Regions from separate parts of the Oryctolagus cuniculus genome. Here region 2 is linked to region 1. The links are chromatin contacts, called in public Hi-C maps. All regions are on one chromosome and are shown on one strand. Each heading gives the region's core, a stretch centred on a gene start, on an enhancer-like site or on the middle of the called end of the contact. The rest is flanking DNA. Distances are from core to core; before and after follow the strand shown. Region 1 holds the start of PAG1 (phosphoprotein membrane anchor with glycosphingolipid microdomains 1). Region 2 has its middle 37 kb from the start of FABP5.

Region 1 (6,916 bases), core at 3,711-6,210:
AGGTGTTTGTGCTGATTCAGAGACTGAGGAAAACAATCCACTTCAACTCCCAGAATTCTCTTTCCTTGTAGACGTGGTCATGTTGTACCTGGAGAAAACTGCATGCTGTGGAACTGCGTTGGCTGAAATGGCTTTGCATTTATTCCTTCATACACTCTGGTTTGCCACTGGGACACCCTGGTGCTGCCTTGCTGTGAGCATTCTGGTGAGGGCTAAATATAGTTACAGTTCCATCACTGGAGCAAATGAAAGTACAAACATCAGCAGTATTTTTTAAGAAACATATTGTGTGGAGTTCTCATTCATTAAGACAAAAATATTTGTTTATTGATGACACTTGATTAAGTTCCTTTTAACTTAGAATGTTCTAGAATTGACTAAGCAAATGTTCTTTAAGGGGAAAGTGTTATGGTGCAGCAAGTGTAGTTCCTCTTGGCAAGCCTGCATTCCATATCAGAGTGCCAGTTCAAGTCCAGCTACTCCAGGTCCAATCCAGCTTCCTGCTAATGCATCCTGGGAGGCAGCAGATAATGGCTCAAGTCATTGAGACCCTGCCATCCACATGGGAGACCCAAATGCAGTTCCTGGCTCCTGACTTCAGCCTGATCCAGCCCTGGCTGTCGAGGGCATTTGGGGACTGAACCAGCAGATGAAAATAAGTAAATAAACAGTTTTTAAATTTTTTCTTCAAACAAGGCCTCCATAATAGCAGATAATTGTTACCCTTTTTCCATTTATTTTGTTATGATTTTTAAATTTTTGATTAACATGTAAACCTGTACATTTTCATGTTGCATGGTGCTGTATTTCAACACACATACACAGCATAAACCAATCAGTGCTGGTAACCAGCCTTCTCATTGCCTTATCTATTCATTGTATTTGGACCCTACTAGCTCCTCTCTTCCAATGATAAAATGCAGTATTGTTCACTGTAGTCATCCCACTGTGCTGTGGGACCCTAGAACTTGGTACTTCTATCTGACTGTGTTTTAGTACCTAGACCCAATCTTTTGCTGTCCACCATGCCATCACCCCCCTTTTCCCAGCCCATAGCAGTCTCTATTCTAAGTTCAGATCAACTTTTCTTTAGCTTCCACATGTCAGAAAGAACACACAGTGTTTGTCTTTCTGTGTCTGGTTTATTTCACTTAGCATAGTGATCTCTAGATCCATCCACTGTGTGCATATGACAGAATTTATTGTTTATATGGCTAAAGAATGCCCCATGTATGTATGTCTGCCTCTTTTCTGTATCCATTCATCCACTGGTGGTACTTAGGTGGAATCTGTATCTTGGCTGTTGTGAATAGCATTGCGGTGAACATACAGTGCAGGTGTCTCTTTCATACACTGACTTCATTTCCTTTGGATATAAATCCAGAAGTGGGATAGCTGCATCCTATGTCAGTCCATTTATAGTGTTTTGAAGAATTCTGCCCTTTCTCGATAGTGGATATACTGCTCTGTATCCCCACCAATGATGTGTAAGAGTTCTTTTTTCTTCACATCCTCTCCAGTATTTTTTTTAGCCGTTTTGATCCTAGCCATTGTAATTAGAATGAGAGGGTACTTCATTGTGGTTTTAATTTGCATTTTCCCCAGTGGCTAGTAGTATTGAATATGTCTTCATGTATTTGTTGACCTTTTGTATTTCTTCTTCTGAAAAATGTCTATTCAAATCCTTTAGCCACTTCTTAACTGGATTTTTTTTTTGTCATTTTTGAGGGTTTTTTTTAACTACTTATATATTCTGTATATTAATTCCTTATCAAAGCCATAGTTTCTAAATATTTTATCCCTTTCTGTCAGTTGTGTCTTCACTGTTGATTTTTTCTTTTGCTTTGCAGGAGCGTCTCGGTTTAATATGATCCCATTTGTCTGCTTTTGCCTTTATTGCTTTTGGGATCTTACCCAAAACATCGTTGCCTATGCCAGTGCCTTAAACTATTTCCCCTACATATTCTTCTACTAGTTCCGTGGTTTCAGGTCTAATATTTAGATCTTTGATCCATTTTGAGTTGATTTTTGTGTGGGGTGAGAAATAGGGGTCCCGGATCAATCCACTGCATGTGGATAGCCACTTTCCCATCACCATTTATTGACGAGTCGGCCCCTTTTCCAGTGTATGTTTGTGGTATGTTTGTCAAGTATTAGTTGCCTATAGAAGTATGGATTAATTTCGGAGTTCTCTATTCTGTTCTGCTGGCCTGTTTTTATGCCAGTACCAAGAGTTTGTAGTAATGTTTTCAGAACCAGTATTGTGATGCTTCCAGCTTTGTTCTTTTTGTTCTTTATTGCTTTGGTTAGTCAGTCTTTTGTGCTTCTGTATGAATTATAGGATTGCTTTCTCTAGTGATGTGAAGAATGTCATTGGTATTTTGATGAGAATTACATTGAATCTGTAAATCACTCTGGGTAATATGGACATTCTAATAATACTAATTCTTCCCTGAATGTGGAACTTTGTATTTAACTTCAGTTTCTTTTATCGGTGTTTTGTAATTTTCATTTAGAAGTTCTTCACATCCTTGGTAAAATTTTTTCCATTGTATTTTTGTTGTTATTGCTATTGTGAATAGGATTGCTCTTAAAATCTCTTTCTCAGCCAGCGCCGTGGCTCAATAGGCTAATCCTCCGCCTTGCGGCGCCGGATTCTGTCCCGGTTGCCCCTCTTCCAGGCCAGCTCTCTGCTGTGGCCCGGGAAGGCAGTGGAGGATGGCCCAAGTGCTTGGGCCCTGCACCCCATGGGAGAGCAGGAAAAGCACCTGGCTCCTGGCTACAGATCAGCGCGATGCGGGCCGCAGCGCGCCGGCCGCGGCGACCATTGGAGGGTGAACCAACAGCAAAAGGAAGACCTTTCTCTCTGTCTCTCTCTCTCTCACTGTCCACTCTGCCTGTCAAAAATTTAAAAAAAAAATCTCTTTCTCGGTGCCTTTGTTATTGGTATAGAAAAATGCTACTGATTTTTGTATGCTGCTTTTCTATGCTGTGAGGTAACTGAATTTGTTTATATGTTCTAATAGTCCCTTAGCAGAGTCTTTAGGTTTCTCTATATGTAGCATCCTCTGATCTGCAAACAAGAATAATTTGACTTTATCTTTTCCTATTTGTATTCATTTTATCTCTTGCTTTTGCCTAATAGCACTGCATAAAACTTGAAGAGAAGAGCAGTGAGATTGGACATACTTGTCTACTTGCTGCCTCCCGGGCTATGCATTAGCAGGAAGCTGAATCAGAGGCAGGGTATCTGGGACTTGAACGAGTCATCCAGTGTGGGATGCAGGCATCACAAGCAGCATTTTAACCTGCAGTTATGATTTTTATCCTTCGTTCTTTTGCTGTGATGTCTTAGGCTTATCGCTTTGCATGTTGAACCATTGCTGTGTTCCTGAGGTAAATCTCACTTGACCATGATGCATGACCTTTTTGATGTGTTGTGTTGGATTTGATTTACGAGTATTTTGTTGAGAATTTTTGCATCTGTGTTCATGGTGGATACTGGGCTATAATTTTTTTGTGGTAATCTTGCCTGGTTTTGGAATCACAGCAAAGCTGGCCTCTTAGAATGAATTTGAAAGGATATCCTCTTTTTAAATTTTTTGGAATAGTTTGAGAAGAACTGCTATTAGTTCTTCCTAACAGTTTGGTAGAATTCAGCAGTAAAGCCATCTGGTCCTGGGCTTTTTCTTTGTGGGGAGACTTTTGATCAGTGACTCAGTCTCATTACTCATTACGTAAGGCTACCTTCAGCATCTTTTGTAAGGCTGGACTAGTAGTGATGAAGGCACTCAGCTTTAGCTTGTCTTGCAAAGTCTTTCTTCTTCATTTAGGAAAATGACTTCACTAGATAAAAGATTCCTTGTTGGCAATTATTTCCTTTCAGAACTTGGAGGTTTTCATTCCATTCTCTCTCCCCTGTAGGGTTTCTTATGAAAAACCTGTTATTGGGCTGTCTATTAAAAGTGATCTGGTGCTTTTCTCACACAAATTTTAGAATTGTCTCTCTTATTGTGCTTTGGAGAGTTTGAACATTATGTGTCTCCCTGAGGCTGTTTTCTGGTTGTGTCTACTTGGGGATCCTTTGGGCCTCCTATACTCAGATGACTCACTTGGTTAATCCTCCGCCTGTGGCACCGGCATCCCATAGGGGCGCCGGGTTCTAGTCCCGGTTGCTCCTCTTCCAGTCCAGCTCTCTGCTGTGGCCTGGGAGGGCAGTGGAGGATGGCCCAGGTGCTTGGGCCCTGCACCCGCGTAGGAAACCAGGAGGAAGCACCGGGCTCCAGGCTTCGGATCAGCATGGTTCCGGCCGTAGCGGCCATTTGTGGGGTGAACCAACGGAAGGAAGACCTTTCTCTCTGTCTCTCTCTGTCTCAATGTCTAACTCTACCTGTCAAATAAAAAAAAAAAAAAAAAAAAAAAAAAAAACCACTCCAGCCTCTCTTCATTGCTACAGCACCTCCCTAACATTGCTCCCAGGCCTTGCTTTTGACAGGAGCCTCATTATAGGTTGAAGCTCCCTTACCAAAAATCCATGGGACCAGATGTGTTTGCATTGGGATGTTTTTCAGACTTTCAAGTATTTGCATATACATAGTGGGATGTCCTGGGAAGTGACCCAAGACTAAACAGGAAATTCACCAATGTTTCATATGCACCTTCCACACAGAGCCTGAAGATAATTTTGTATGATATTCTTAGTGTGCCTGTTCTGGCCATGACCTCTCCTATGAGGTCAGAGGTGGAATTGTTATCTTGTGGTGTCAGTGCCCAGATGGTTTCAGATTTGGGATTTCAGATTTTCAGAATAGGGATGCCCAACCTGAACAAGATTCTGGAACTTTACACAAGAAGTAGTTTTCAACTGCATTGGTTTCTCTACAGGAGGACACAGCCCACTGCCTCCTATGAGGCCACCTTTGAAGGACTGACGGAATCCACCTGTTTGTGTCATTTTGACTCCCACCATGGGACCCGTGGAGAGCCTGCTGAGTGGTGGACAGACACAGATCATCCTGTGGGGAACTCTGGCCGCTGTCGCCACCTTCTTCCTCATCAGCTTCCTCATCTTTCTGTGCTCAACTTGTGACAGGTGAGAACCACCGCACGTATACTAGAACCTGAAAATAGCGTGTCACCATAGGCAGGAGAGGCCTTAGATAGAAAACCTGGTCTGAATAGAACCGCACTGCATAGATGTTCACAGACACTCACGTGTTAAGGTTAACTTACATCTCCGTGCTGCAAAGGGTCCCAGGACAGTCTTTGTTCATTGAATGAAAGCCCATATTTGATTCTGTTGGACAGCAACTGGAAGAGCCCTTGTCATTGAAGTGCCCCAGAATGAAATTCTTCCTGATGTTTTAAGCACTTTCCTTATCAAAATGTACATTGTCTTTTTCCACCTACTGTCACTTGAACTCTAAGTGTGAGGTACACTACACCTTTTTGCCACTGCTTGAGAAGTTCTTGTTGTGATGTAGCTCTGGAAGGCTCATTGATTACTGAAGATTTGTAATGTAGAGCTTGGCTTTCTTGAGGACACATCCATTATCCTTGAAGAGAGACATGAAATAGTCATCAGTGTCTTTCTGTAGAATCGTACCTCGGCCTCTCCTCTGTCTTTTGTAAAATGTCGCCACCCACAAAGGAGATCTTTACCCAGAAAGAAGGAAAGTTTATCAAGTTTACCAAGACCTGTCAGCACACAGGGGACCTGGAATGAGGTCCAAACTCCTGGCTTTAGCCTAGCTCAGCCCCAGTTGTTGCATGTATTTGATGAGTGAAGTTGCAAATGGAAGACACTTTCTCTCCCCCCCCCCATACACACACACACACACACACACACACACACACTGCCTTTCAGATTAATAAAATAACTTAAAAAAAAAAAAACCCACAGGCATTCAGCTTGCTGGGGTAAGAGATTCTGCTGGGAGCCAGCCTAGACCAGACAATGGCTGGCCAGCCCTATTCCAGACTTTCTTGTCAACCTCAGCAGAAACTGAAAGAGTGTCACAGTGTCACTTAAAAGTCTTATATGGCGTCCTACTCTAGAATCTGTTAGCAGAGGAAAAGCCAGACCCTCTGATCCTAAGAAGACTGGCCAGGTAATAGAGGCCACAAGGTGTGAGGGCCGGCCTCTGTATTACTAAGTCTACCACTAGGTGTCACTCTCACTTTATACAAGATGGGAAATGGCTTCTCTACAACTGACGGCTTTCTTTAGACCGTCCTGAGTGAAAACAAATTCTATTTGTAGTCCTCAGACTTTTCCAGAGACTGGAAGTGGATAGAACCCATCCCGAGAGCATGTACTTCCTGATGTGCCAAAATTCATATTTTCTTTAGTTTCTCCATTCCATTGCAGTGTGACTCTGCAAAGATTCTCAGGGAGTAGATGAGAACACTGGGTTTTCCAAGTAAAGTGGGGTACTCCTTCCAGGGTCCCAGGCATAACCCATTTCCACTCAGAACTCTGCCTCAGCTGGCCCTTTCACAATCAAGACTTAAATGTTGATAAGAATTGGGATGGGAACAGGTAGTGTAAGTTGATTTAGGGGGAAACATTTGACATTAGAACGTTTTATTTTCTGTTTCAGAGAAAAGAAGCCGAGACAACACAGTGGAGACCATGAGAACCTGATGAACGTGGTGAGTCCGTGTGTGTGTGTTTGTGTGTGTGTATACATGCACACATGTGCACGTCTGCCCATATGTATACTTTAAAACATCAGCTACTTAGCCAGGTGTGTTCCCACGTGCTTATGACCCAAATGGAACCTGGAGCACAACTCAGCTGGCACTGGCCATGGCTGCACTCTCTGTGGGTAGGTTTATACTCGCCATGGCGAGAGGCCTGTGCAGTTACACAGGCTTGCTAGGGGAGTTTCTGAAGTGGAGGCAATTGTGCTGC
Region 2 (7,508 bases), core at 505-3,004, 290 kb before region 1:
CTCTCTGGAAGAGGCATGCTTATTTAAAAGCAAGCCTCCCTCTCCGTTCTACATATTAAGGGAAGGACAGGAATCATTCGTTTATTCCATAAATACTTCCTGGATAACTACACTGTGCCAGCAGCCCACCATCAAGGTTCTATGGATGGGGGCCGGTGCTGGGGTGTAGCAGATAAAGCCGCCGCCTGCAGTGCTGACATCCTATGTAGGCGCTGGTTCGGAGTCCTGGTGCCTCCACTTCTGATCCAGTTCTCTGCTATGGCCTGGGAAAGCAGTGAAAGATGGCCCAAGTCCTTGAGCCCCTGTACCCACATGGGAGATCTGGAAGAAACTCCTGGCTCCTGGCTTTGGATTGGCACAGATCCAGTCAGTGCGGCCATTTGGGGAGTGAACCAGTGATGGAAGACCTCTCTCTCTGTCTCTGTCTCTCTCTCTCTTTTTCTCTCTTCCTCTGCCTCTCTGTAATTCTGCCTTTCAAATAAAATATTTTTAAAAAATGGAACAAACAAGCAACAACAAAAAAAAAAGGTTGTATGGATGGTTAAGATGTGAAGATCCAGAATAATGTATGACCCTGATGATTCTCAATTAAAAAAATTCTCCTCCATCTAAAGAATTCACTTTCACTATCATTGTAAGTTACTTTTCAAAAAAAAATCAGCGCCAGTCATCTTGCCCTGCTCTGTAATTTTAATTGCCTGCTCGGGATCCTGTTCCCCAGGTAGAAGTGTCTCCTGCTCCCACCACACTGAATCATGCCCAGCTTTTCTCCACAGCACCCACACTTGCCCTCCTCAACTTCCCCAGTGATCTTCATCCTATGTGAATCCAGCACCCTCTCCCCTCAAAACTCTTCTTGTTCAGCTGAAATGCAAACTTCTGCCGCAAAGCCACCCAGGTCTTTGCTCGTGCACCACAGTTGGACTCACCCTCCCCACGGTTAGGATGCCCAGGACCTCGGAGGCAGGGTGTGTCTTGTCAGTGTCATGCCCATTTTTACTGGCCTTGCTGGCCCTTCTTTTTTTAAAAAAGATTTATTTATTTATTTAAAAGTCAAAATTACACAGAGAGAGAAGAGGTAGAGAGACAGAAAGAGGTCTTCCATCCCATGGTTCACTCCCCAGTTGGCTACAACTGCCGGTGCTGTGCCAATCCAAAGCCAGGAGCCAGGAGCTTCCTCTGAGTCTCCCACATGGGTACAGGGGCCCAAGGACTTGAGCCATCTTCTACTGCTTTCCCAGGCCATAGCAGAAAGCTGGATCGGAAGTGGAGCAGCCGGGGTTTGAACCAGCACCTATATGGGATGCCGGCACTTCAGGCCAGGGTGTGCCACAGCACCAACCCTTTATTGGCCCTTCTTGATTAGGAGCATTGTGAGAGAAGAGAGTCCTATCCATCTTTGTGTGTCTCAGAGTCTAGCCAGAGACGGCACAATAAGCAATTTTCCTTGAACGTCATTTCTGTATACCAAGAGCAATCTTATAGTTAAACATTATGCCACATTTTTAGCAGGAATGTCACTATCAAGGACCAATCAGGGTGGCTAACTTTCCTCAAGGATATTTTGATAGACAGTCACTAAAGGCCTGGTGTCACACATGGGGAAATTTTTAGTTTATTTGGTGAATCCACCTATTTTTCCAGAGTTGCAGTGATTTCCTGTTTGTCCATGTCTTGGCAGCTGTCACTGCCATAACCACTCAGCCACCGTCCTCCCTGCTTCTGGTCCTCAGCACTGTGCCCTATACTCAGGCGATGGCTTCTCTGGCTCTCTGATTGCTCTCTCTCCCTCCACTGAAAACCAGCTCTTTGCAGACTCCCTGAAATATTATTCTGGGGTCAGTAGATGATAGTGGTGGACAGCTTGGGCTGTGCAGTCAACAGTGCTCAGGTGTGTAGGTCTGGTTCAACTTCTTCAAATCTCACCTTCCTCTTCCACCTTATTGAAGAAAACAGCTCTAGTCTCATAGTGTGGTCATGAAAACTTCCCATGTAAAATGCATAGGAAACACATCAGCCTGTATGACTGAATGTTGTCATTTTGGTGTCATTCCCTTGCTAAAAACAAAAATTAAAATTAAAAACTTTCAACAAATCCTGAGAGGTTTTCATATAAAATATATACTTTTTGGTCTAGAATACAGAAACATCTGGTCATCATCCAGTCTCATTCTTTCCAGCATGACTTCCTGTTCTTGTCTTCCAAGAAAGCCATTCCTTCCGCCACAAGGGTTTCTCAATTTCCCCATGGCTGCTGACCCTCTTCGTGCCCGTGAATATATTACTCACTAGTAGTTGAATTCTCCTGAAATCCATCCATCAAATTCCTACCGTCGTCTAAGACTCAAACATAAACTCCTCTGTGCAGCCTTCTTAGTCACCTCAAACAGAACTAATTCCCTCATTGTGTCCCCAAAACCATAACATCTTTATTTCTATTGAAGTAAGTTTTGTTTTGCATGGCATCAGCAGTGTTTATTTGTTCTTTCCTCATTAAGCTATGAAATCATTTTAACAATGTGTTGTGTTAATCTCTGGGTTAACTAATACCTGCTAGAAGTGCCTGGCATAGAGTAGCTGTGCATGAATATCTGTAAAACAATGGAATAAATGGATAAGTGACTAAATGTGTGAACCAAAGAATCAGTCTTTGTGGAAGAAAGATACAATGGTAAAATACATTGAATCTGAGTATTTCACTTTTCTAAAAAATGTGAGCAGCTGAGAGAGGGAGAGAGCAAGGTATGGGCCAGGGGGTTGGGGGGCCTCTGCCTTAGCAGGAAGTAGGAAGCAGGAATAGGAGTCAAGTTCAAGTGTCAAACTCAGGCTCACCAACATGGGACTAGGATGCAGACATCTCAACTGCAAGGCTGAACACCCATCCCACATATTTCACTTTTAAAATGAAATGACAACACACACACACACACAGAAATCAAATTAACAATTTAATATCGAAGAATAGTTTGGGAAACAGCACGCCTTCTCTGCCTACTCAGCTTAATCTTCCAAAGCCTTTCTTCACGTCTACAATAACTTCTGAGTAGTCAGGGTTCCTCCTGGTGAGCTGGAGCCATCGTATGTCAAAAATGTTTTCTGTGTAACTTCCATTTGGCAGGAGACTGTGCTTATTACAATATTCAATTTCCAGGTCATCATCAGTGCTTGCTATAAGAAAGGCAGCAGGAATTATACTGCTGGGACTCATGAAAGCAAATTAATTCTCCAGAAAGGAAAACTTTTATGCCCTAAGATTTATTCTGTGTTGTTATACGGAACAGCCGAATGCCTAAAACATAATCATGTTAAGTGTACATTGACTCAGTGGGATTCTGCTTTTTAGAATTATGTTCTAAAAGTACACATCGTATAATGGGAAAACAGTAACAATATATTAAATTTTAAAATGAAAATATATGAGTGCAAATAGACAATCATCACAGTGCAGAATGCTAACAAAGCATAGAAAATCTTGAAAAAGTACATCAAATATTAATAAGATGTGAATAATGGAGCTATGATTTTTTATTTTTTTAGTAATTTCTAAATATCTTAAATGAAATCATATTACTATAGATTACTTATTATTATAAAAACACTTCTTGGTTTTTAAAACCTGTAGCACATCATCATGGACCAAATCTGCCATCTGAAAACACTAGGTCAAGTTTAGTCCTATGTACGTTATAGCCCTTTGAATCACTCAACCTTCGTAAAAAGTTGCACTGAGATATTTGCCAAGCTTTCACTTCCATTCGGCAAGCCCTGATGAAACATGTAGTACGTGAGGTCTTTGTGTTGGGCATTGGGTAGAGGCAGGAAGACACAAAGATCACACACAAAGCCTCCTGGCAGGCACTTCAGGCTCGAGCTGAGTGACGGCGCTATCGACGGTTTCAGTAGCTCCTGTCCTGCCTGTCTGCGTCAAACGCTCTCTAATAGAAAAAGAGAGTCAAGGGCTACACAGGATTAATCCCCACTTGTTGACACTAAAGGAGTTTGTATAGGAAGCTGACATTCACACTGGGAGTTAAAGATTGTGAAGTGTAAAAATGTGAGAGAGAAATTCCAAAAAGATGAAGAAAGTCATTAAAATGCACACGGAGTATGAGTTGTCTGCTGTGATGGGAACACTCAATACGAAGTGGAGAAAGACTTGGAGTGAGACAAGTGTAATTGCAATAATGCATTTGTTGGCAGTGCACATGGAAAGCCTAAATAAACTTGATCTTCTTCCAAACTTTATATATTACAGACTAAATTTTTTCTGAAATACTCACATCCATCACTTGATTTCCCAAGCTTTGGCCTATTTTGCTCAGCTCTGAACTTGCACAGTTATAAGTACAGCAACATCTAATCTTTTTTTTTTTTTTTTTTTTTTTTTTTAATAGGCAGAGTTAGACAGTGAGAGAGAGAGAGAGACAGAGAGAAAGGTCTTCCTCCCGTTGGTTCACTCCCCAAATGGCAGCTATGGCCGGCGCTGCCAGGAGCTAGGTGCTTCTCCTGGTCTCCCGTGCGGGCGCAGGGCCCAAGAACCTGGGCCATCCCCCACTGCACTCCCGGGCCACAGCAGAGGGCTGGCCTGGAAGAGGGGCAACAGGGACAGAATCCGGTACCCCGACCGGGAACAGAACCAGAACCCGGTGTGCCGGCGCCGCTAGGCGGAGGATTAGCCTAGTGAGCCGCGGCACCGGCCAGCAGCGATTCTTTTTTCAGGTTTTAACTGTGCAAGGTACTCTGCTAAGCGTTCTTCATACATTATCCCAAGTGAGCCTCATAGAAACCATAGAAAGCAGATACTTATCCCCATTCTACAGATAAATAAACTGAATCATGGAAATATTCGTAATGTCCTCAAGGTCACACAAATGGTAGGAATGAGAGGACAAGAAGCGCAAATCTAATCACGTGACATTAAATTATAATTAATTCTCGAGGCTTCAACAGGGCAAACTAGGTATGCTCCACCTGTGTTGTTCAACAAGGCAGTCACTAGGTGGCAGAACCAGCCCAGATTGGAGAGGGTTGGAACTGGGCGTGGTCAAATCGCAGAAGGCTATGGGATTTAGCCACAGTTACACAAAGTGTTTCCCTTCAAATTTAGCAGATTGCGATTGGAATAATATTCTTCCTTCTCTACTTATCCGCTCTGCGTGAGAATCACAAACGTGTAATTGAGATAACTCCCTACGTATTTGAAAATGTGTAATTGAAGGAAAGAAAAGCGAAGAGCCCACGTCACTTCCTTGATGGAGGGGCAGGCGTGATCTCATCCTGGCTTACTTCGTTGAAGACACCTCAGGTTCCCAAGGCCGTCCCTCTACCTGCTACAATGAGCGGTCCATCTTGTTTTGGGGAGTGAAAACTTCTGGCGATTGAAAGAGGCCCTTACCCCAGAGAAGGTCTGGCTGATGAGCACCACATGTCTACCCTGGGTTGACTTACATCTTCCACACCTGTCAGGTAGCCTGCTTGGTCTTCAACTGTTTAATTTAGATTAAGCAGGCACCAATTTGAAGTATATGTATTTGACAAGGAGTGATAAGCTCCAAAGCATACATTTAAAGGGCGGGACCTGATTTTATTCTCTCTCAGATGCTGTTCTGACCCTCTTTTTTTTTTTTTTTTAAGATTTTTATTTATTTTATTTGAGAGGCAGAGTTACAGACAGTGAGAGAGAGACAGAGAGAGAGAGGTCTTCCATCCGCTGGTTCACTTCCCAGATGGCCACAATGCCCGAAGCTGCACCTATCTGAAGCCAGGAGCCAGGAGCTTCTTCCTGGTCCCCCACATGGGTACAAGGGCCCAAGGACTTGGGCCATTTTTTACTGCTTTCCTAGGCCATAGCAGAGAGCTGGATTGAAAGAGGAGCAGCTGGGACTAGAACCAGCACCCATAAGGGATGCTGGCGCCGCAGGTGGAGGATTAGCCTACTGCTCCACGGCGCCGGACCCATTCTGTCCCTCTTGAAGTCAAGTAAAAACCCCAGCAAATTTTTCACTGAAAACTAAAATAATCTGCTATTTGTATTAAAAAAAATTCACTGTCAGAAGGACTTCCCACACAACTTAAAGGTTTGAATAGATCAATGGGACACTCCTACAATCTTCCTTTTTTATTTACTTAAAAGGCAGAGTTACAGAGAGAGAGAGAGGGAGAGACAGAGAGGTCTTCCATCTCCTGGTCCACTCCCCAGATGGCTGCAACAGCTGGAGCTGGGCCAGGCTGAAACCAGGAGCCAGGAGCTTCTTCCTGGTTTCACCACATGGATGCAGACTTGGACCATCTTCCACTACTTTCCCAGGTGCATTAGCAGGGAGCTGGATCAGAAGAGGAGCAGATGGGACTAGAACAGGTGTCCATATGGGGTGCCGGTGTTGCCGACAGTGCCAGCCCCTCCTACAGTCTTTGAGTTTAAACACAGCCTGTACCCAGTCACCACATATTGGGAGCTTTGTACAAATGAGTGCCTCATGATGGGGACACACTGGTTTATCAGGGGTGCAGATTCTGGCTGCAGGGGTCCCACACAAACTGTGAGAATCCCAGACTATGCATTTCCTGCTTCTTAGAAAGCACCCAATCTTGCTGCTGCTCACTCCCCTCTCACGCCTCGTGCACAACCCCAACCCTACTTAAAAGAAAAAAAGAAATCCTAGCCAGAAAGGCACAGCACTAAAGAACACAAAGAAGAATTTGTAATTCCAAAATGTGAAATGAGGAGACCCGTTCAGAGGCCTGTCAGTGAAACAGAAAGTATGTCACCCTCTGTGATTTTGCTGTAACCTGCCCCTGAGGCTGTTCTTTCAAATGGGAACAAAAAAAAAAATCTGTCTTCCTCCTCCTTCTGTCCTCCAAAAAGAAAAAATAGTAATAGCCTTGCATCAGACTCTAGCGAATTTACAGGAGACATTCATAGTACATATAGATATAACATGTTATGTTACATGATGTTATATAAATTTATCATGTGGGATAGTTACATGTTATGTAGATATTACATATAGACATATGTTGTGTTACATGATGTAGGACGTTATATGTTATGCAGACATTACATGTAGATATAACACATGTTGTGTTACTTCTTGCTATATAGATATATGTTGTATAGTTACATGCTATGTTAAATTGATATTACGTATATGTGAATGTACATGCAAACAGATTTATTGAGGCAGGGTTAATACAAAAAAATAAAATTCACCAGTTCTATGTGTACATATTGATGAGTTTTAATAAATGTATATTGTTGTGGATCCCATACCACTATTGTCAGCATTCCTCAGGACTCCACAACCAGCACAATCCCTTATGCAAATAATCTCTGTACTCCCTCCCTGCTCCCAGCTTGTCACAATACTCTTGCTTTCTGTCCCCACAGCTTAGCTTTTCCTAGAATGTCAAGGTTCTTTTACTTAATAGAATGCTTTTAAGATTCAGCTGTGAGTTATATGTATCAGTGGATCTTTTTGATATTTTTAAAAATGTATGTACTTGAAAGA

What was found. A called contact is a pair of places that touch in the nucleus more often than the background predicts.
Region 2: a contact with region 1 is called in a Hi-C map of liver, with 7 times the contacts expected there. The contact joins the enhancer-like site here to the promoter of PAG1 in region 1. A contact is called at or near these places in 5 of 6 Hi-C or Micro-C datasets (ear pinna, liver, psoas muscle and 2 more).

The regions. Positions count from the first base shown.
Region 1 is chr6:106,491,101-106,498,016 of mOryCun1.1, reverse strand. PAG1 (phosphoprotein membrane anchor with glycosphingolipid microdomains 1) reads left to right here and starts at 4,960. Exons shown (of 6, transcript XM_002710654.5): 1 at 4,960-5,092; 2 at 6,603-6,654. The coding sequence starts at 4,968.
Region 2 is chr6:106,776,602-106,784,109 of mOryCun1.1, reverse strand. No RefSeq gene overlaps it. Among named protein-coding and RNA genes, the nearest start is that of FABP5, 37 kb to the left of the region's middle. Within about 2 kb of position 1,754, at least 1 of the 8 cell types and tissues checked has an H3K27ac peak or open chromatin away from gene starts, as enhancers often do.